2 separate regions of the Danio rerio genome follow, and region 1 is linked to region 2. A link is a contact called in public Micro-C data. All regions are on one chromosome and are shown on one strand. Each heading gives the region's core, a stretch centred on a gene start, on an enhancer-like site or on the middle of the called end of the contact. The rest is flanking DNA. Distances are from core to core; before and after follow the strand shown. Region 1 holds the start of tex55 (testis expressed 55). Region 2 holds the start of si:dkey-251i10.3.

Region 1 (5,412 bases), core at 2,628-5,127, 170 kb after region 2:
TATAATTCAAAATATATTAATGTACCGCAAAGCAAAACGGGGTTAATAGACCAGAGGTCATGATTTCTCCTAAACCCTACTGTATAATGTATTTATATTCAATAAAATACTTTGCTTTTAATCAATATGTCTAAACTTTAAAAAATCATTAACGTTAAATTAAATCTTATTCGACTGTTATATAGCCAAGGTGCGTTGTTATATATATACATAAATAAGTAAAAGGGTCAAACTTCCAAGGCCGCACTGCCAAAAATGTAAGACTGTCGGTGCGTAAATTATTAAAAAAAAAATAAAAACTGAGTGCGAACAAACTCACACTTTGTTAAATAAAAATGAGACTGTTAAAATGTGTTTATCCCGTTAAAAGCAAGCTTTCCCTCAATTCAGTTCACACGAAAACACTCAAATAATCAAAGTAGCCAACATCGGATAGAATCTCCCCACATTAAATGACAAGCTTTTCATGTCATTTGCTATAAATAAACAGCTTATATAAGACAGACATTTTATAATACTGCGTCGGGAAACAGAGGGCATATGATAAATTAATGAAAAATGTGTCTGGGCTGCTTTTTCCACTACGGGCCAATGCCATGGCTCCATACCCGCCGTCTCCTACCACACAGAGATAACAATACAATGAGAGCTGTGATCGGACGGCCGCTAAAAGGCCCCGTTGCCTCCAAAAAAACTGAAGACGAGCTCCAATGTGTTTTGCCATATGAAGTTTTTTGGTGTTAAAATGGCCGAGAGATTTATTGTTTGCGTAGCCTCCAAACGCGTGCGTTATAGGCAACAAGCTGGCACTTCACAACACGGAGTCAAAAAGAGGTCATTCAGTAAGTACAAGCATTAGAATCCAGAACAGATGGGCATTTATGTTTTGTGACTGAAACTAAATTTCGCTTTCTTCGCATAGTCGGAGCGAGCACTAAAAAATTCGGTCACTTAGCAAGCCTGCGTATCCTAATTTAATAATGCCAAATAACGGACATGGTAAAGCGCCAGATACACTCCCTACAAAACTCCGCAGCTTTAGTATAACTACAATTCAAGCTGGCTTTTAATACATCCACTGAAAAACAGCAACATTCATAACAATTCTGCTTATGTCTGAGATAGCCCGAGTCCAGAGGCTAGCGCGCAAATCTACAGGGGTCAATAAAATATTAGCAATAGCCCGGAAAATACTGGGATTCCGGATAAGCGGCGGAAATGTTTAAATCATCACTTGTATCTCGAGTTAAACAAAATACTTCGCATTCTGGAGCCCATTGGAGATACTTGACACTTAACACACGTTCAAAGCGGTGTTATTCTATCAAATATTTTGGTCGTATGTAGGGAAGTCCCTAGCGGCTCTGCTTTTCGTGTCATGGTTCAGTGTTGTTACGGTTAACTTGGCGTAAATATTAAAACGCACTGCAAACGAACACAACCCATAAGAAGTACATACAAAGTCTTCACATCCCGACAACAGCTTGAACTAGTATAAAATGAGTGACCGAGCGAGGAATTACATGGTCATTCCACCTGAGACGTCACTCCAAACAAGCATTTAGATAATTGTTTTGCTGTGTTTCACAATTTAGACAAGCACTAGATGTTCAGGGAAAACTTCAGAATGGAGATCCTGGGGATTCTTTCGCAAGTAAATGTAATTTCACTAGCAAGTTTGCTTTTTCCTCTTTAAAGCTGGTTCACTTATAAAACACTGCTGAACAATGAGTAAAGTCTTGCGACTGAGCTATTACTTTAAGCTCGAGCTTAAGTTTTTCCCGGCTCATATCAAGGGAATGACTGCTATTACTCTTATAAATAGCCTAACATAAATAGTATAAGTACCCTCCCCCTCCCTTCCCTCTCCCTATTTCTTACCTGCTGCTTTAAGGGTCTTTCTTCTCCAGTGGCTACAGCGCTTCACAGCTTCCCCGGTTTTCCCCAGGCAAGGACTGAGTTTATTAATATTGTCCCTTACTTTGTTTCATTTCTCACTTCCATCTTCTTTCATCTCATCAATAAACACACGCTGCAGCCTACCTTCGGAGAGGACATCACGCAGCTCGCTCGTGCCCTCCCATTTTTTCACTATTCGTCGAAGATTTTGGGCAGCCACGCCTTTCTGCTGGCGATTGGAACAGAATGGACTTTCTTGAAGCACGTAGGTTGTGATATAAATCGTTCAACATGACTTTACCCCAATCGGTGAGCCGCACGCCCTCCCTTCCGCGCGGCGAGGAACGCTGAAACTGGCTCCATTGTGGCTCTGAAAGTGAAACTATTCTTGCCTTGTCGCGATTGTTGTGCTTGAACCAGCATGGACACTACGCATCCTCAGTTTCCTAACTGTACAAGTGCACCGCTGAGTGTGTCGAAGGTCCCCCTTTGGAGGAGTTTCTGCTTTCACCCCCTTGATTCCTGAGCGTGGTCAAGTGCATACATTAGCACGAATTAAACGTTATTTGGTCAAACAAGCGCGAATTAAACTCCGGGAAATCCATGTCCCATCCACGACCAAAAGGCCAGTCATCCGAGAATCCCGCATGTTGATCATTTATAGATAGCCTACTTTAGATTGGTTAGGGAGGATGTCAATAAATTTCTCCAAATTATATCCGCGCCCACATTGGATGATGACGCTGCCCGTCAGATTTGGGGACCAACAAGCTAGATTGCTCGCCGCCCGTTGGCTTTTACTTTCTACGCATTTCTATTTTCTCATTTATTTATTTTTTAACGTCCCTAGCTGACCTCAAGGAAACGTAAGGAGAGTTGCTGACGGCACTGCTGGCCAATCAGATCGTGTAAAGTGACACCGAAGTTTTTTGTTCACCAATACGTTCACAGAGCCGTTGTGACGGACTCAAAATAATGCAATAGTGGTTCACGAGTCCCCAGCTACACTGAGCAGTGCCCCCTCCTCCCGACTCCCCCCAGTCTAGACAATGACAGGTGTGTGTGTGCGCGCGCGCTCGTCTGTAGTCTAGACGAGGAATAATCAACCTTCAAGCCCAAGTGATTTTTTTTCAGGCGTTTATATATATATATATATATATATATATATATATATATATATATATATATATATATATATATATATATATATATATATATATTCATACACACACACACTACAATTTGAAAATGAACTAGTAATCGTGCAAACGTGTCTCAGAGATATGAATGAACAGAGTAATTTACATATATCTCGAATATGACGATGTCTGGCAGCGTTATAATTATAATTTACGACGTCCCGGCAGGAACCTTTGATGGCAAATATCAAAGAGACATGTTTACATAGAACAAGCCAATTCGTGGGTATCTGTTCTGTATATTACTATGATAAAGGAGCGGTTCGACCTTGGCACACGTAAATATTTCGTCACATGTAACAATCCCTCTCCTCCATAATATCATCCCGCTTAGTATGAGGTTTCCGGTCCGCTTGCGCGCTTTTCTTGATATGGAGGTCCCCCTTTCGGTTGTAAACATGAACAGCAGCGTTTCACCGAGAGGTTCACCGGGGGACACGCACACCGTCTGCCCTACATAAAATGCACCCATTGTAGGCCGAGGTGTCAGCTGAGGACGACTTGCAACCTAGAAACAGCAGTTTGGCCCCTCCTTCTCTTTGTCAGGCGCATTGTAAACGTTAGCCCGAAGTCTTCTGAGGTACTTTCTCCAAAAATAGCGCATAAAACTGGCATTAACAGCAGAAATGACATTTCGTCCGCATGACTGTAGTTTTGTTCTCTCCGAATAACCGTTTTCTAGACCCCCCACGAATCTTTATCAAAGGCGCTGTCCCGGGAAACTATGCCCAATGACATCATCCAAGCCTTTTGTATACAGTTGCTAAGGGTTACAGGGTGACATTTCAAAAACAATCCCCTGCTGTAGATACATTCGATATACTCGGTCCCGGTTGTGTACTAACGTTAAACGGACTAAACACAAACTTTAGTCTTTATTTTAAAACAGAGGTATTTCTACTTGATATTAGAGAGCGAACTGTTTGAGTACATTAGCAATAATGCTTCGCGGAAGCACACTTCGCAACTTACTTTTTGAGTATATCGTATGCTAAAGAAGACTTTAGCGTAAACTTTGTGAGATGGCAGACTTTGATACATCAGAAAAAGTGCTTATCACCGAAAGTGCGGACACCGTTCGTACTACGGACCCTTATGAACGCTCTGTTGACTATATGGAGACTCATAATATCCTTCAAATATTTCAGGTGAGAAAGAACAAAGCTGCTGCTACTCATATATTTTCTTACGAAGAAAATGGTAGACAGTGAAGAACTGCTTTGCACAAAATGGCGAAGGAGCACTAATAGAAGTTCCTAAAAATGTAGCTGCGTTAAACTATTGAAGTGTTTCACTTTATTTTAATAAACGTGTTCACGCATTAAAATTATAAATGTAAGAAAGGAGGTGATTGACTACAAATGTCATTTTAAAAGTACAAAACTGAATTATATTTTCACTCATTTGTGCTATTTCAGGATATCACAGAGAAACTGGTTTTTGATAGACCAGACGATCCTCTTCAGTTCATGTTAGAGCAGGTATTTTGTTTTGTATTTCAAATTTCCACTGTATGCTAGTGATCTATTTATAACTACAGTATATGAGCAATTCCAGCATTATAGTTGTGACATTATCAGTAAAAACCTAAATCATAAATACACAGAGAAAGTATTAAATTGAAACATCTGTTTTTATTTTCCAAAATAACCAACCACAGAGTTATGGGATTAGAAAAATATCAATCTGTAAACATATTTCATATTTTAAATGAGGAAAATAAAGATGCAATATGGATGTGACCAAAAATATGTAAGTTTACATATAACATATAATATAATACATATAATAATACATATAATAATACATATAACATATAATAAATAAAAATATATAATATACTTTGTATAAATTCTGTGAATTAAACTGCACTACCCAAAAGAAATAATGCTAATCAAAAGGATAAGAGTTGGCTCACTATAGAACAAAAAAAAACATTGATTTTATATATATATATATATATATATATATATATATATATATATATATATATATATATATATATATATATATATATATATATATATATATATATATATATTTTGCATCTATGAGGGTAAAGCTTGATAATGGTTGTGACATCTCTCCGTTATGGATGTGACAGATGTGAAACTGCCACTTGTGAGACCTTAAATCAAATATAATTGTTTGAAAACATTGACAGAGAAATTTTTAAGTATTTTACAGTAGTCAAATACAAGCCTACACACACACAAAAAAAAGAAAGGGTTTCACTATTTTGGTAAAAAACTTATTATTATTATTATAATTTTTTTATGGCATGGTTGACATTTGGAATTGCTTTAATACTTAA
Region 2 (5,489 bases), core at 2,320-4,819:
CAAGCCTTTTTCTGATACAATTGAGTTGAACAGTTCACTGGCTCAAAAAGCTTCGTTTCACCATAACTACATTCTGCAACACCCCCGGGTCACCAACTTTGGTATAACATTCGATCGCTGCAAACACCACAAACATCGCCTCACCCACCCATTCTCCTGGAATTTTAGAGACAAATATTGGTAGTTATGGTGTGCACAAACGCTTGTGAGCTTGTGTAATACTATAATATTGTAAACAATGTTCACTTTCCCTTTCATAGGACCTCAGTGTATCACCAGGAGCCATGTGGATTGATTTGGGCTTTCATCCTTAAAATGGGTGACCATTGACTGCTATTACATAGATCAGGGGTTCTCAAACTGGTACGTGTACCAGTAGTGGTGCGCAGGCTTCCCTTAGTGGTACGCGGAGGAATGAAATATGTCATGTACATGCTACACACATTTAAAAATGTATCAAAAATGATGGATATAATATGCCACATATAACATATAGCCTATATTTCTGAGGTAATCTGCCACGTATTTTTGAACTGTGCAGAGTTGTAGCTGCTTTATTGGGCCCACTGCGCTACTGTATTTCAATACTGCTCATTTTGGTGGTACTTGGAGAGACAATTTTTTTCTGAGGTGGTACTTGATGAAAAAAGTTTGAGAACCACTGACATAGATAAACCAAAAACCACAGATTCAGCCATAAAACTTTAATGTTCTACCAAAAGAAATCACCTACATCTTGGATGGCCTGAGGGACAGTAAATGAACTGTAAATTGTCATTTTTGGGTAACCCATCCCTTTAAATGTTCAATCCTGTTTATCTCCTGAGCATTTAGTTATCTCCATGGGTGCGAGTTCTCCTCTGATGTTTCAGCCAATCAGACTAAAGTACTCAGACTGACCATGGAGTAAATAAAATTTAATTTAATTTAATTTTCATTTAGCACGACCAAGAGTAAAATCCCAAACCTCTTTCTTCCACCCATAGAACTGATGGCCTCAAGAAGCTTGTTGTGTTTCCTCTCATCATCACTGCCCTCCTGCAAAAAGAAAACAAAAAATACAGAATAATCAAACATTCAGCTTGGATCGGGTACAAGAGATACAGAGGAGTTCTCCATAAAACAAAAGTCTCTCCATAAAAAAAATCTGTCTTGTAATATTAGTAACAGTTAGGATCGTATTGCAATATTTACGAGCAAACTAAAACGTTATGATTGTGACAGGTTTGACAGAAAGTGCACACGTCATTAAACACAGTATGAAGCTTTATTTAGAGCTGGCCCACCTCATCTTCGCTGGCACTGATGGCTTGTTCAGGATCAGTGTAAAGCTCTTCTTCATCTCCACTGTCTGCAGCCATTGCTGAAGTTACACCTTCACTGTGGAGGATTACAAAAACATAAATGCTAGACAAAAAATCTGATTGAAGTAAATTTGGTTTTATATTCACACATTCAGACTTTCTCCGTAATCATATAGTTTCATAAAAGTGTTCATTGCATAATCTAAATAGGGAAATCATATTAGCAGCCACTGACTATCAAAGTACAACATTTTTCAGTCAATTAAATAGTGCTAATGTTGTTTTGAAGTCATACTTGCATGCTATTTCAGACTAAATATAAAAATGTAGCATGGTAAACAAAATAAAGAAGTTTGTCGCAGTTCAAAAAAATAGTAAAGTACTTGAAATAACCTGTAATACAACAACTATAGCAATATAAACAAATGACCCAATTCTGTATAACTACAGGGTATATTATCCAACAATACACCAGTTTACTAAAGTAAAAATTAAAGCATGTGTTGAAGCATTTATAGTGGTGTAAATACTATAATAATACACTTTACTAAAACACTGTATTGATTATAATTTACAGTGATACAGCATTTTATATATGAGGTAGGCCAACATTTTAGACTTCAGGCTGGTTTTAGCTTCTAGAAAGCAACTCCTGCCTTTTTACTAATATATTATTGGAAAGTCTTGAGGTAAAGTTGGTTTTATATTCACACATTTAGACTTTCTGCATAACATGATTTCAGAAAAGTGTTCATTGCATAATCTAAATAGGGAAATCATATTAGCAGCCACTGACTATCAAAGTACAACATTTTTCAGTCAATTAAATAGTGCTAATGTTGTTTTGAAGTCATACTTGCATGCTATTTCAGACTAAATATAAAAATGTAGCATGGTAAACAAAATAAAGAAGTTTGCCGCAGTTTAAAAAAATAGTAAAGTACTTGAAATAACCTGTAATACAACAACTATAGCAATATAAACAAATGACCCAATTCTGTACAACTACAGGGTATATTATCCAACAATACACCAGTTTACTAAAGTAAAAACTAAAGCATGTGTTGAAGCATTTATAGTGGTGTAAATACTATAATAATACACTTTACTAAAATAAAAAAACACTGTATTGACTATAATTTACAGTGATACAGCATTTTATATATGAGGTAGGCCAACATTTTAGACTTCAGGCGGGTTTTAGCTTCTAGAAAGCAACTCCTGCCTTTTTACTAATATATTATAGGAAAGTCTTGAGGTAAAGTTGGTTTTATATTCACACATTTAGACTTTCTGCATAACATGATTTCAGAAAAGTGTTCATTGCATAATCTAAATAGGGAAATCATATTAGCAGCCACTGACTATCAAAGTACAACACTGATTAGTTAATTAAATAGTGCTAATGTTGTTTTGAAGTCATGCTTGCATGCTATTGCAGACTAATACTCAAAGTAGTATGGTAAACATATAACATAAAGAACATATAAAGAAGTTGTCACAGTTAAAAGATGAACAAATATGCGAACATAAAACCAACTTTACCTCGAATCAGTGAGGAAAGCCAGGATACATTCGCATTAAAAAACACTATTCATTTATAGTAAATACTACAGTGTTTTTAATATTAAAGTACTTTTTTACCTGTAATATACAAGAACTATAGCAATATAAACAAATGACCCAATTCTGTACAACTGTATATTATCCTACAATAGACCAGTTAAACTAAGTAAAAACTGAAGCATACTGCAGTATTTATTAATTTATCAGTTCACTATTATTAATACTAGTGTGTTAAAGCATTTATAGTGGTGTAAAAACTATAATAATACACTTTACTTCTATCAAAAACACTGTGTTGACTATAAAAAGCAGTACTACAGCATTTTTTATGTGAGGTTAGGCTAATATATTAGACTTCAGGCTAGTTTTAGCTTCTAGAAAAAATAACTGTTTTTTACTATTATACTATTGGAAAATAACAACAAAGAAGTATTTGGTTAATGAAGTCTGAGCAAACCTTGGCGTTGTTTTCTGAAGAGAGCTCCTCTTGACCATGCTGTAGTTTAACCACGTGTCCAGCAAAAAGTAATAATTATTGACTCTCTTTTCTCTGAGATGATTCAGAGAACCGGAGACTTCGAAAGTGAATATATCCGTCAATCTACAAAGATCGTCATGTTTCCTGAAATGCTGAAAGACAAAATATTAGTATGTCTGACTGAATTCACAATGTACTGAGTCTTCCGTGTGTTTACTAGCCGGTTGAAGCTCAGCTATTGTGAAGTGGTAGCGCCATCTGCTGTGCTGGAGAATAGTGATAGTGTGCTAATCCTGCACGTCTGGGGACATTAGCAAAACTCCGAGGGGCCCGCGCGAGTTAATAAACACTTTAAAATCACCCCCAATCTCTGCCAAACCGTATTTCAGCTTATTCCATTATCAACAGACAACGGATTGAAAAAATCAGTGAAACAATGAAAAGACATACAATTGCAAATAACCCACACAAAAATACTACAGTGGGCAGTTTATATGCTACAGTGTTTCTGAAATATATTATAGTAAAGTACTTAAATTATGTGTGGTACATGCTGTGGTAATGCAACAATGGTTAATGTATAAACAGACCTGTAGCCAGTTCTTTTTTTCTCAAAAAGTGGACCTTTTTGCAGTTATTCACTTCATTTTCTATTTAATTATGAGGTTTAAATACTTCATTTAGTGACATTTTAAGCACAATTTTTAGCTGGATTAGCTTGTTGGGATGGTCATCATAACCACACTTTTGATGTAGCAAGCTACTATTTCCTAAAGATTTAGAAGAAAGAAATATGAAGAAAACAAATACTGATTTTTAAAATACAAAGTTACATATAATAAATTAAAAACTGTAGCCTATTGTGTCCTTTATCAAGCACATCAACTTTCATCAGAAGTTGGCAGTTTGAATATTGAACGATTAAAACATATTAACATAATAATAATAATGTAGAGCTTGACGATTTTTCTCTCTTGTAAACATTTAAATATATGGATAACAACAATAGCCAAATTAGTAGTATAACTATGGACAGCTTTTGGTGCCTCACACTTCCCTGCTGAAAAAAAACAGCTTAGCCTAAACTGGTTGGGTGGTTTTAGCTGGTGGATCAGCATGGTTTTAGAGAGGTTTTGGCCATTTCCAGGCTAAATCAAGTCGAAACCAGCTAAAACCAGTGTGACTAACCTGGTTTAAGCTGGATGTAGCTGGTTTTGGCTGGACTCCCAAACTAGGTTAGTCAAATTTAGCTAATCATCTCCAAGCCTGACTAGATAAGACCAGGCTGGAAATGGCTGGAATCCAGCCTGGAATGGCCAAAACCCCCCTAAAACCTGGCTGGTTGACTAAGCTGTTTTTTCAGCAGGGTTATTGGACATTTTTTTTCCTTCAGGAATAAGGTTCAAGATTTAGAATAAAAGTTCCTTGTAAAATGTTTTCTCTACAATACAGTAGGTCTATATTGAAAGATAACTTCATCAGATTCTGTTTGATCTTAAAGCATTTTTATGGGTTATTTTGCCCAATTATGGTGGCTTAGTAAACAAAATAGGACAAATGAGCAAACATATGAAAGAAATTCTGGCTACGGGCTTGATAATTTAAACAAGATGTTGGTGTTTTTACAAACATTTTCTACAAATATGTAGCCTACAATACTGTAGTAAAAGCTAAAGTACACAAAAGTATACTAGCTGTGCATTGTATACAGTATTTATTACAGTTTATGAGTTTCCATATGATTAGCATTCATTAACAAGGAGTCGTAAATACTGTTACTGTATACAAATAAAAGGACTTTAACACTAGTGTTTTTCATGTGCAAATTTATGAAACAGACCATCAACAAATTGAATAGCTTATTGACCTAATAAAAATATCCTCAAAGGGAATTAAATAATCAAATTTAAAAAATAAAATGACAGCATAAAATAATTAAATCTTAGTTATTCGGTGAGCAGCAGTGAATGAGTTTATCATTTTCTTCTGTTCTGTAAGTAACCCAACAGACAAAACATAGATCCATATTGGATAGCATTTGATTAGTTGTCAAAGACATAAGTGAGTGTATTATTAAGCGATTTTGTGCATTTAAGCATAAAAATCTAATTCAAGATAAAAAAATTAAAGTACAACTCTAC

What was found. A called contact is a pair of places that touch in the nucleus more often than the background predicts.
Region 1: a Micro-C map of caudal fin shows a contact between it and region 2, with 7 times the contacts expected there. The contact joins the promoter of tex55 here to the promoter of si:dkey-251i10.3 in region 2. A contact is called at or near these places in 3 of 18 Hi-C or Micro-C datasets (caudal fin, embryo and an unstated tissue) and 3 of 4 datasets of contacts at active chromatin or transcription factors (caudal fin, embryo and gastrula embryo).

What each region holds. Positions count from the first base shown.
Region 1 is chr5:73,676,259-73,681,670 of GRCz12tu, forward strand. tex55 (testis expressed 55) reads left to right here and starts at 3,878. Exons shown (of 3, transcript XM_073951660.1): 1 at 3,878-4,246; 2 at 4,517-4,579. The coding sequence starts at 4,121. zbtb20 (zinc finger and BTB domain containing 20) reads right to left here and starts at 2,100. Exons shown (of 4, transcript NM_001080604.1): 1 at 1,882-2,100.
Region 2 is chr5:73,510,080-73,515,568 of GRCz12tu, forward strand. si:dkey-251i10.3 reads right to left here and starts at 3,570. Exons shown (of 15, transcript NM_001256628.1): 1 at 3,328-3,570; 2 at 1,287-1,380; 3 at 968-1,038. The coding sequence starts at 3,365.